Regions from separate parts of the Pan troglodytes genome. Here regions 1 and 2 are each linked to region 3. The links are chromatin contacts, called in public Hi-C and HiChIP or PLAC-seq maps. All regions are on one chromosome and are shown on one strand. Each heading gives the region's core, a stretch centred on a gene start, on an enhancer-like site or on the middle of the called end of the contact. The rest is flanking DNA. Distances are from core to core; before and after follow the strand shown.

Region 1 (2,907 bases), core at 287-2,786, 130 kb after region 3:
CAGTCTGATGTTGTCCGTCCGCAGCCCCTCTCGAGCTTGCTTCGTCTTGGTCAGGATGTCTCTTCCTAGGGCGACCTGGGCCTCGATTTCTGCCAGCTGTGTCTTTTTGCACGCGTTCTCCGTGTCCATGAAGTGCAGCTTTTCCTTCACGTGGGTTATTACTTGCACACTGTTGGTCACCTTGCTGCGAAGTTTTAAAAGTTCCTCATTTCGTTCCTCAATTTTCTCATTGAAGGTTTGGTTCTCAATCTTCAGCTGTTCAAAGTCAATAAGAAGCAGACCCTGGGTCAGGTCTTCCTGGGTCCTCATCCTGGTTTCAAAATGCACCAGGCTCTGCTTCAGCTGAATGTTCTCCAGCCGCACGGCGCTCATCTCCTTCTCCTTTTTATCCTCCAACGCCTGGATCTGCTCCACCTCTCGCAGAGCAGCCTGGCGCCCGCCCCTCATCCGACAGCTGCCCATGGCCTGCATCACCACCTGCTTCTTGAGTGCCTGGAAACGTCGCCACTCCTTCTCCACCCTGGTGAGCTTCTCCTGGCACTGCTGCTTCAACTGGCCCAGCTCCTGGTGGTACCACTGCAGGTCGTCTGCCTGCTGCTTCTTCAGCTCCTCCAGCATGCCCAGATGGCGCAGGTACGCTTGCTCTTTCTCGGGGGCCTCGGCCTCTGCGCCCCGGTCAGCCACCTCAGCGGCCTCCAGGCCCTTCTTTCTGCGCAGCGCCTCGAAGATCTTGTGCTGCAGGTATAGGTTGTAGCGCTGGGAGCGGTTCCGCTCCACCAGCAGGGAACGGTACTGGTCCAGGAGGTCGCTGCGCAGCTGCTGCTCCTGCAGCTTCTGGACCTCCTCGGACCACTCGAGGTCCTCAAACTCGTCCCTTCCATCGAGGCGCTTCCCCTCTTCCTGGCTTTTGGCCGGGCCTCCTTCCCCATCCCTCTCCTTGCTCTCCGCGCCGTCTCTCTGCGTCTCCTCCTTGTCCTCTTCCTCCCCCTCCACCCGCTCTGTCTCGGCCTCCGGGGCTGCAGCAGCCTCTACCTCATCGATCCTGGTCAGCGGCAGAGAGGCCTGGAACCTGACTTCCTTCCCCTCTGCCGCCTGCTCCAGTTCCTCCGCCCCCGCCTCCGCCTCTAGTTCCTCGGGCCCGGCTCCGGACTCCGGCTGGGAGGGCTCCTCAGCCCCGACCTCGGCCGGCTCTTCGGGCTCGGGCTGGGGCTCGGCCGGCCTCCCCGGCTCTCCAGGCCCCTCCTCGCCCGCAGCCTCGGCTGCCGTTAGCCCTTTCGGGGCCTCGGCCTGCTCGTCCGCGGCGGTGCCTCCCTGCGAAGCCGCTTGCTCCTCCTCCTCCTCCTCCTCCTCCGGCTCCGACTCCAGCTCCCCGGGTTCGGGAGAGGTCGGAGGGCCAGAGCTGGCCTTGATCTTGGACGGCCACGCGGCCAGGCTTTCCCCATCTCCGCCTTCCCCGCCGGGGTCCTTAGTGTGCTCAGAGCTGACGTCCATCTCCTCCCGGCTCGGCCAGCGCAGCGGACCCCGGCAGGACGCTGTTAGGTTTCCCGGGGCAACAGAAGGCGCGCACGCTGGGCCCGGCGATTGGCCAGGCGACAGGCCGTCGTCCAGCGCCTTCTCCCCGCTGCCCGGCGAGAGCAAGCCAATGGGAGGCCGCGAGCTGACGATAGGCGAGATTGATTGGAAGCGGCCGTGGGCTCTCGCCGCGAGGGGCGTGGCGCCCCCGCCGGGCTTTCTGCCTGCCCATTTCCCACCGCCGGGCCTGGGGCGGGGCGTTCAGGAGGCTCTGGGAAAGGCGGCGGTGGCCGGCGCGGGGGGCGCGCAGGCGCAGAGCGGCGGGCCGGGCGTCCGCAAGGTGGCGCCCTCGGGGCGCCTGCGCGATGCGGCGGGGCGACAGCTGCGGCGGCGGTGGCGGCCGGGCCGGGCCGGACGGCGCCTGCGTACTGAGGGGGGACGCGGCCCGGCTGGCTGGCTCTGGCGGCGGCTGGGCTGGGGCCGCGGTGGCGGCAGCCGCGGCGGCGGGCGGCGGTTGCTCGTGCGCGGCGGCGGCGGCGGGTCCCGCGGGCGGCGGGGCGCTGACGGCCGGGGGCGCGGCGGGCCGGGCGGCGGGCGGCGAGCGGGGGAAGATGGCGGAGCTGGGGAAGAAGTACTGCGTGTACTGCCTGGCCGAGGTGAGCCCGCTGCGCTTCCGCTGCACCGAGTGCCAGGACATCGAGCTGTGCCCCGAGTGCTTCTCGGCCGGCGCCGAGATCGGCCACCACCGCCGCTACCACGGCTACCAGCTGGTGGACGGCGGGCGCTTCACGCTCTGGGGGCCCGAGGCCGAGGGCGGCTGGACCAGTCGCGAGGAGCAGCTGCTGCTGGACGCCATCGAGCAGTTCGGCTTCGGAAACTGGGTGAGCGGCGCGACGGGGGCCGGGTCCCGGCTAGGGCACTGGAAGGCCCGCGCCTCTCCTGTAATTGGGCGCGCAGGCAGCGCCGGACCTGCTCGCTCGCTCCGCACCCCAGAAGGCCCCGGAGGTGGGGAGGGCGACGCTGCCGGTTTATAGTCGGGCACCTGTCGGAACCTATGCTCTGAGAGGCTGTGACGCGCCCAAGGTCACACAGCCGAGACGGGGCCAAGTGGGGCTTTGAACGCTGGCTTCTGACAGCAGAGCCATTTCCCTCACCTTCAGGGACGCCTTCACAGGCGTTTGCGGAGTGCAGACGTTGGGCAAGACTCGGTGCCTTACCTGAGTTCGTGGAGACAGGCAGGCCCACAGGCTCGACAGAAAGCGGTGGGAGCACCAGGGAAGGAGAGCGGTGGGCGCCCTGCGGCTTGTCTCGGGGTCTCTGGGGCGGCCCCGTTTGCTTTCTGTCACTGTATGCATGTGCCCTATGTGGTCCGCAGTGCACATTTTGTGGGTAGCG
Region 2 (2,972 bases), core at 435-2,934, 160 kb after region 3:
GACCATTTTATATTTTTACTCTTGTGAATTTAAAAAGCTAAGAATTTAAATAAAAACTGAGTGTACTGTTGTGAAGCCCACCTTCCTCTCCAGTTGTTCTGCCTGGGGGTGTGACAGCCACCAGCCTTTCTGCAGGTCAGCTCTTCACAGACCCCTTTCCGAAGCACAGCCAACACAAAGTGTGGCCAGGAATGTGCAACAGGACCCACACCCGGGGCCATCTCGTTCTGCAGAGGGAAACTGAGTCTCAGAAAGCCTAGTTACTCTGAGAGCTATGACTACCAGTCAGCTCTCCTGCCTTTCCCTAGTTGAGCATCTTTCCACAAAACTACCATTCTAGAGACAGAAATGATGCTGACTTGGTGGTCACTTTCCTGGCAATTAATTCCAATACAAAACCACCAATTACTTGCCCAAAGTCTTTTTACTCAAGTATTCCACGTGGGTCGTTGCTCTTGGCTCCTGTGTTTTTAAGATATAATTTATTAAGCTAGCACTTACCCCTTAATCACCTAGACTGAAAGTGATCTTCACCTCACCTGCCGGCTCTCCTTCAGGGAAGAACTACATCTCACTGCCCAGCTTTTGGCCAATTTGGCCCTCAGTGGCTTCTCTAATCAACAACTTGGTTCTAGGCACTTCCTCCAGCAAGTACTTGCCATACTAACTTCTAAAGTAGAACTTTCAAAAAGCAGAAGGGGCAGATTTGAGGGAAAAAAAAAAAAAGGGGGGCACTGTCTCGTGGCCCTCAGGCCCGAAATGTGCCCTTGTCTAAACAAACTCTTCGCCCAGCAGCAGCACAGGTTCGACTACTCTTTTGACCTCAGACGCTGGAGAAGGCGGAGTGAAGGAATTCGAGGTCGAGTGGAAAAAGCCTGTGAACGGGCAACACGCACCTTGCGACACGAAGTTTCCCGAGCACCGCCGTGGCCCCGGCCTCGAGCTGCGGCACGGAAATGAGTAACCACAGCTCCTGCCCAGGGCACACCCGGCCAGGCTCGGCCTCGCTGCGTGACCTTGGACAAAGCTCGAGCTTCTTTGGTCGCTTCTTCAACCGCACAAGTTGCGGCTGCCTCTGCGCCCGTGAGCGCCGAGACCGTGAATGCGCGCGAGGCGTCGCCGCAGGCCCTGGACCACACGCGCACGTGGGCCACCGTACCTTCCGAGCCAGACGCCCCCCGCGCTGCGGTCCTCTCCTCCTGATACGGCGCCCGCCCGCTCCACGCTTCCCAAGCCCTGAGCTGGCAGCCTGGCAGCAGAGCAGGCCCCAGCGGGGCGGTCCGCGTCCCGCGGCGGGGAACCGCGAGCCCGGAGATGCCCAGCTCCGGGGCCGAGGCCGGGAAGGAGGCCCCGGGGCCGGGAAAGGCCCCCATCGGAGCGGGAGGTCGCGCTGCCACCTCCGCCCAGGGAGACCAAGTGCCCCTTACCTGAGAGACAACGCCAAAGCAGGAAGACTGCGCCGCGCCAGCCTCACGCACTGAGCCGCCATGACTGCCACTGCCTGTCGCCGTCGCCGCGCACGCACCAAGCGTGCGTGCAGGCAGCTATACCCACTTTTCCGCCCTACTACTTCGCCTCAGCCAATCCGTAATCGCTTTTCCTGTTATGGACAGGCAATAGTCACCAATAATTGTGGGTCACGGAAGAGCATCTTTCCCCACCCCCCGGTGGGCGGGGTCTGAGGCTTACCGGAGGCCCTGAAGAGGTGAAAGGTGAAGTGAGCATTGGGAGGAGCCTCCTGTGGGCGTGGCGATGCCGGGAGGAGCCAATGAGGAGGCAGCGCGAGGGGGCGGGGCCAGCGCCGGGGTGGGGCGCGCGCGTCGCGGGCCGGGAGGGACTTCAGAGCCGGGTTTTGGGTAGGAGTGCGGAGGCAGCTTGTCGTTTCCCGGCCCGCACCCGCCCTTGCGCTGACACCGCGGGCCTTCCTTTGCTCTGGGAACGAGCGTGGGGAGCCCTGTTCACCCTCACACCCCGGCTCCAGAGCGGCGCGGAGCACTCCATGTTTGCTAAATGAAAATGAAGTCTCGGCGCGAGCGCCACCCAAACGGCGACGTAGTTGCTTGAGAAATAACCGCGGAGGCAACCGCTTGGGAAGGCGCCCCGACCCCGAAGCTGCTTCTCCAGGCGCCCGAGGCGGAGAGAAGGCACTGGGGTCTCCGTCTCCACCAGTGAGTTCTGGTGAAACAGGAAACAAAACCCGGGAAACAAATGGGACGAAATGTTGGCGGTTTTGATGCTGGATGATGGGAATATGGGCGTGTGTTTTGTACGTTTCTGTTATCTTCAGTTTTCTCAAAACACGAAAAACAGACTAAGAACAGCGTATAGAAAACATTGGGGCACAACTAAAGCTCATAAATGCACACGTTTTCATAACCTGACCGAGGTCCGTGCTGCTGTAGCGCATACCCCCAAAAACAGAGGTGCTGGGAGAGCAGGGGCCGCGTGTTCTTATGGCCCCGGTGCCGGCCCCCAAGCGGGGTTCCCGCAGGAGATAGGGCCTGGCTCCCGCTTCAGCACCGCGTGGCCTGGAGTGCAGTTCTGGCGGCCAAGATCTGAGGGCTGTAGCCCGTGCCCTCCCCAGGATCCCAGGGCGCGAGCTGGTGGCTTCTCAAGTGGAGTTTTGCCTGCTTGTTACATTAGTGAATGTAGGACCACTTGAGTAAAGGACCAAACCTTTATTCTTTTGCTTTTCTGCTATTGAAACCATTCAACCCATGCTGATTAATACCTACTGTTTGCCAGGTAATATGCCCCTTGCAGAAAGACGCAAACAGCTAAACCCCAAATGTGGGATGTTGTACAGGACAAATGACCGTGTCAATTAATACCAATAATTAAGATAATAGTATAATTATGATGATAATATAATTAATTCGAGCCTGGAGAAAAAAAAAGAAAGTGGAACTGAACTATTAGAGAATAAATGAGCTTAAAAGACGTCATTGAATGGAATGTGTGGAACTTATTTG
Region 3 (3,085 bases), core at 77-2,576:
AGGATGGCGAGTGAGGAAAAAGCAGGCAGAGGGCGCCAGGTGCAAATCTGCAGGACCACAGACTTCGGTTCTGGATACAGAACAATGGTTCCTTGTCATTGTAGGGTTTTAGACCCTAAGACTCCGAATTAGGGCTGGAAGGGATTTGGGAGCCCCAAGCAGATCTATTAATCCAACGCATTAAAAAATTGCTAATTAAGTCACGACTGAAGCAGTCTGTACTTTTCCACTAGGGTTTACTTAGAAAAAGCTGGGGAGGCCTTGTTTTAAGAGGTATGAAGGAGGCCTCGTATTATTTTTACTTAAAACCCCCAGAAATTTAAGCATTTATAAAGTTTCTGTGATGCAGCACTGCGAGGGATGTTAATGTTTTTGCTTTCAAGAGATCGCCTTTAAAAATCTCTCTTGCTTCTGCGTCATATCTCATAGATGCTCAGGGTTTTTACAGCCATGAGCTGGAGAGGAGACCCAAGTTCGGGGTTCCCTAGCCCATCCCTAACGACCGCAGTAGAGACAAATCTTCCATTTCATGCTTCCAGATGCTTCCTGTAATGCGGAAACTCCTCCTGCCCCTGACCTTTCTGAGTGGCTGAGTCTTCCCTTAGATTGGGCTGTAGTCAGTCTCTCCCGGGTTTCCTCTCTGGTAATTTATCTGCCAGTGACAACTCTCAGGGCTCCTGGTTGGCAGGAGCCAAAGCCAAGTGGAAATCCAGGACTTCTGGCTCCCAGCGCTGGGTCTCTCCTCTTGCCCTCAAGTCCCCAGAGTCTAACGACAACCCAATAACGTCAAATACCGACTATTTGCCAGGCCCAGGGAAAATAGCAGTAAACAAGATAAGCCCGGCTTTCCTCATGGAACCCACAGCCTAGAAGGGGAATGGAGACCCACTGCCCGTCAACAGGGGCTTCTCACATACTCTCTACCAGCTCGTGGAGGGCTCTGGGGCAGGGAACCTGGCTTCTGCCCTTCTCAACTACTGACCCACCCGGGTCCTTGGGCGGAGGGCTTCATCTCTGAGCCCGTTTCCCGCTTTGTACAATGGCTCTGATCATAGATCCCGTCTCTGGAGTTTGTGCAATGTTGAGGCCAAATATGCAGATAACGCCAGGCCAGTGGCTTCCAAACCCGCGTGCACATTACACAGCTTCCCAAACTGATGATGCTTCCATCTCATCTTCAGAGACTGTGACTTAATCGGCCTGGGCTTCAGAATATTAAAAGCTCCGCAGGCAATACTAAAGTGCAGACCAGTTTGGGAACTACAGCGCCAGGCACCGTGTCACAGCGCGATAAGAGAGAACGTTCGGAAAAGCCCTTTATAGATTAAGAGACTGAGGCTGGCTGGGAGGACGCCACGGCGCCGCTCCCAAGACCACCGCGGCTGGGCCTGAGCTCCGGTGTCACGCAAACCTTCCCTTCCGCGGCGGGGCCCGGACCGTCTCCCGCACACCGGCCGGGGCAGGGGAGCCCCATCGATGCGCTCCGCCGCTCGGCTCCCTACGCCTGAGCCCTGCCCGCTCGAGCCCCTTCCCCCTCCCGGCCGCTTCCCACTTCCAAGATGGCTGCGGGTGGAGCCGACCAGGTAAGGGGCCCCCTGTCGGATGTCCGTGGGGGCCCTGCGGACACAAAGGCCCGCTCAAGGCAGCTCCTCGCCACTCCGGTTGGTTCTCCGGAAAAAAAAAAAGGGCCGGCGACGCCGCTCCGGAGGCCCGCGGCGGGCGGCCCCCGGAAGAGGGACAGCCGGGCGAGCGCCGAGCTCCAGACGCGGCGGCACGGGCGGAAGAGCGGGCGCCGGCCGGCAGGGGGCGGGGCGCAAGTGCGTGGGGGCGTGCCCAGGGGGCGGGCGAGGGGGCGGGGTGAAGCGAGGGTGCGCGCCGCTGTTCGCCGCGGGCTGCTCGCGCGCACCTGCGGGTCGGACCCGCTGCCTACCGCGTGCCCGGCGTCCTCGTCGCGCGAGTTGCCGGTCCCGCGGGGCCTGGGCTGCGGGCCCACGGGTCCCGGGGATGGCGTCGGAGCCGCGCTAACTCCGGTACTGAGAGCCTCCCGCGAGGGCCGGGCCGCGGGCCGCGAGGGAGGGCAGGGCGCGCGGGGCCGCCACCTGCTGCAGCGCCGGCCGAGGCGGGGAGCGGCCGGGGCGAGGCAGGTCGCCGGGCGCGGGTCCTGCTGGGTGTCCCTCGCCGCGCGGCCGCGGCTCCTGCACGCCAGGGCAGCGCGTGCGTGGCGCCCGGGGTGCCGTTACGGGGCCTCCGGGGCGGGGGCGACTCTCGGGACTCGGCGGCCCTCGCGGAGGCGCGCGCTGTGTCCCGCTCCTTTCCGGAACTTGACGAAAAGTTTTCCTACTCCGACGCGAGGCTCCCGGCCTGAGAAGAGGCGCCTCGGTGCGCCAGACCCCGACCCCGGAGCCCCCTTCCACCTCGGACCCTCAGTCCCCAGGCAGCGGACCCTCAGTCCCCAGGCAGCGGACCCTCCTCCTTGGAGCCCCTGACCCCGCTTTCATCTCTGATCCCTCTACCCCTGGAGCCCCTGACCCGCGAAACCCCCTTTCATCTCGGAGCCCTGACCTCCTCGGACCTCCACCCACGCGAACCGTCTGTCCCTGGGCTAGGGAATCTCTCTGCCTCCGCCTTGGAGCCTCCCATTACCGGGCCGCGAAGACCCTGGCCCGGGGACCCTCTCGGGGCCGGGGTAGCTGCCTTGAGGAGTGAGTCCGGGGACTCCTGGTCCCCCTCCCGCCAGCAGTCTCTCTAGGCTGTGGGTTGCGGTCCTGATGGGAACAGCTGGTCAGGAGGATAGGAGAATGACCCTATGGACTCCAGAGCCAGCCTCTGCGAGCCCCGGAGTGACCGCGCCTGACCAGGCCACGTGAAGTCGTTTCTGTCCTAAAGTTGCATAGGACGCCGTTTTCTCCAGCGTGGAATTGGAAGCTTTGCTTGGGAAGGTTTTATAGGCACCGGTGCGTTTTGCCCCTACTGGAGGCCCCTGGGCATCACCTTGGTTATTTCACGCACTGAGGCTAGATGAGGAGGGTAGTCGTAGTGGTGTCTTGGGGACAAAATGCTCACTGTCTTGTCCCCAGTATTGTAG

The links. Hi-C and Micro-C count contacts between places; a contact is called where the count stands out from the background. HiChIP or PLAC-seq counts read pairs in DNA pulled down with a chosen protein or histone mark.
Region 1: an H3K4me3 HiChIP or PLAC-seq map of stem cell-derived excitatory neurons shows a contact between it and region 3, with 5 times the contacts expected there. The contact joins the promoter of CFAP184 here to the promoter of TBC1D14 in region 3. A contact is called at or near these places in 1 of 7 Hi-C or Micro-C datasets (stem cell-derived neural progenitor cells) and 1 of 1 datasets of contacts at active chromatin or transcription factors (stem cell-derived excitatory neurons).
Region 2: a Hi-C map of stem cell-derived neural progenitor cells shows a contact between it and region 3, with 2.6 times the contacts expected there. The contact joins the promoter of GRPEL1 here to the promoter of TBC1D14 in region 3. A contact is called at or near these places in 2 of 7 Hi-C or Micro-C datasets (blood and stem cell-derived neural progenitor cells) and 1 of 1 datasets of contacts at active chromatin or transcription factors (stem cell-derived excitatory neurons).

Annotation. Positions count from the first base shown.
Region 1 is chr3:7,365,030-7,367,936 of NHGRI_mPanTro3-v2.0_pri, forward strand. It overlaps CFAP184 (cilia and flagella associated protein 184), which reads right to left and starts at 1,537. Exons shown (of 1, transcript NM_001328281.1): 1 at 1-1,537. The coding sequence starts at 1,491. It overlaps TADA2B (transcriptional adaptor 2B), which reads left to right and starts at 1,908. Exons shown (of 2, transcript XM_009447329.5): 1 at 1,908-2,393. The coding sequence starts at 2,124.
Region 2 is chr3:7,390,168-7,393,139 of NHGRI_mPanTro3-v2.0_pri, forward strand. GRPEL1 (GrpE like 1, mitochondrial) reads right to left here and starts at 1,685. Exons shown (of 4, transcript XM_526517.7): 1 at 1,428-1,685. The coding sequence starts at 1,489. It overlaps LOC134809859 (a long non-coding RNA gene), which reads left to right and starts at 1,768. Exons shown (of 3, transcript XR_010156421.1): 1 at 1,768-2,972.
Region 3 is chr3:7,233,205-7,236,289 of NHGRI_mPanTro3-v2.0_pri, forward strand. It overlaps TBC1D14 (TBC1 domain family member 14), which reads left to right and starts at 1,327. Exons shown (of 14, transcript XM_003950284.5): 1 at 1,327-1,583.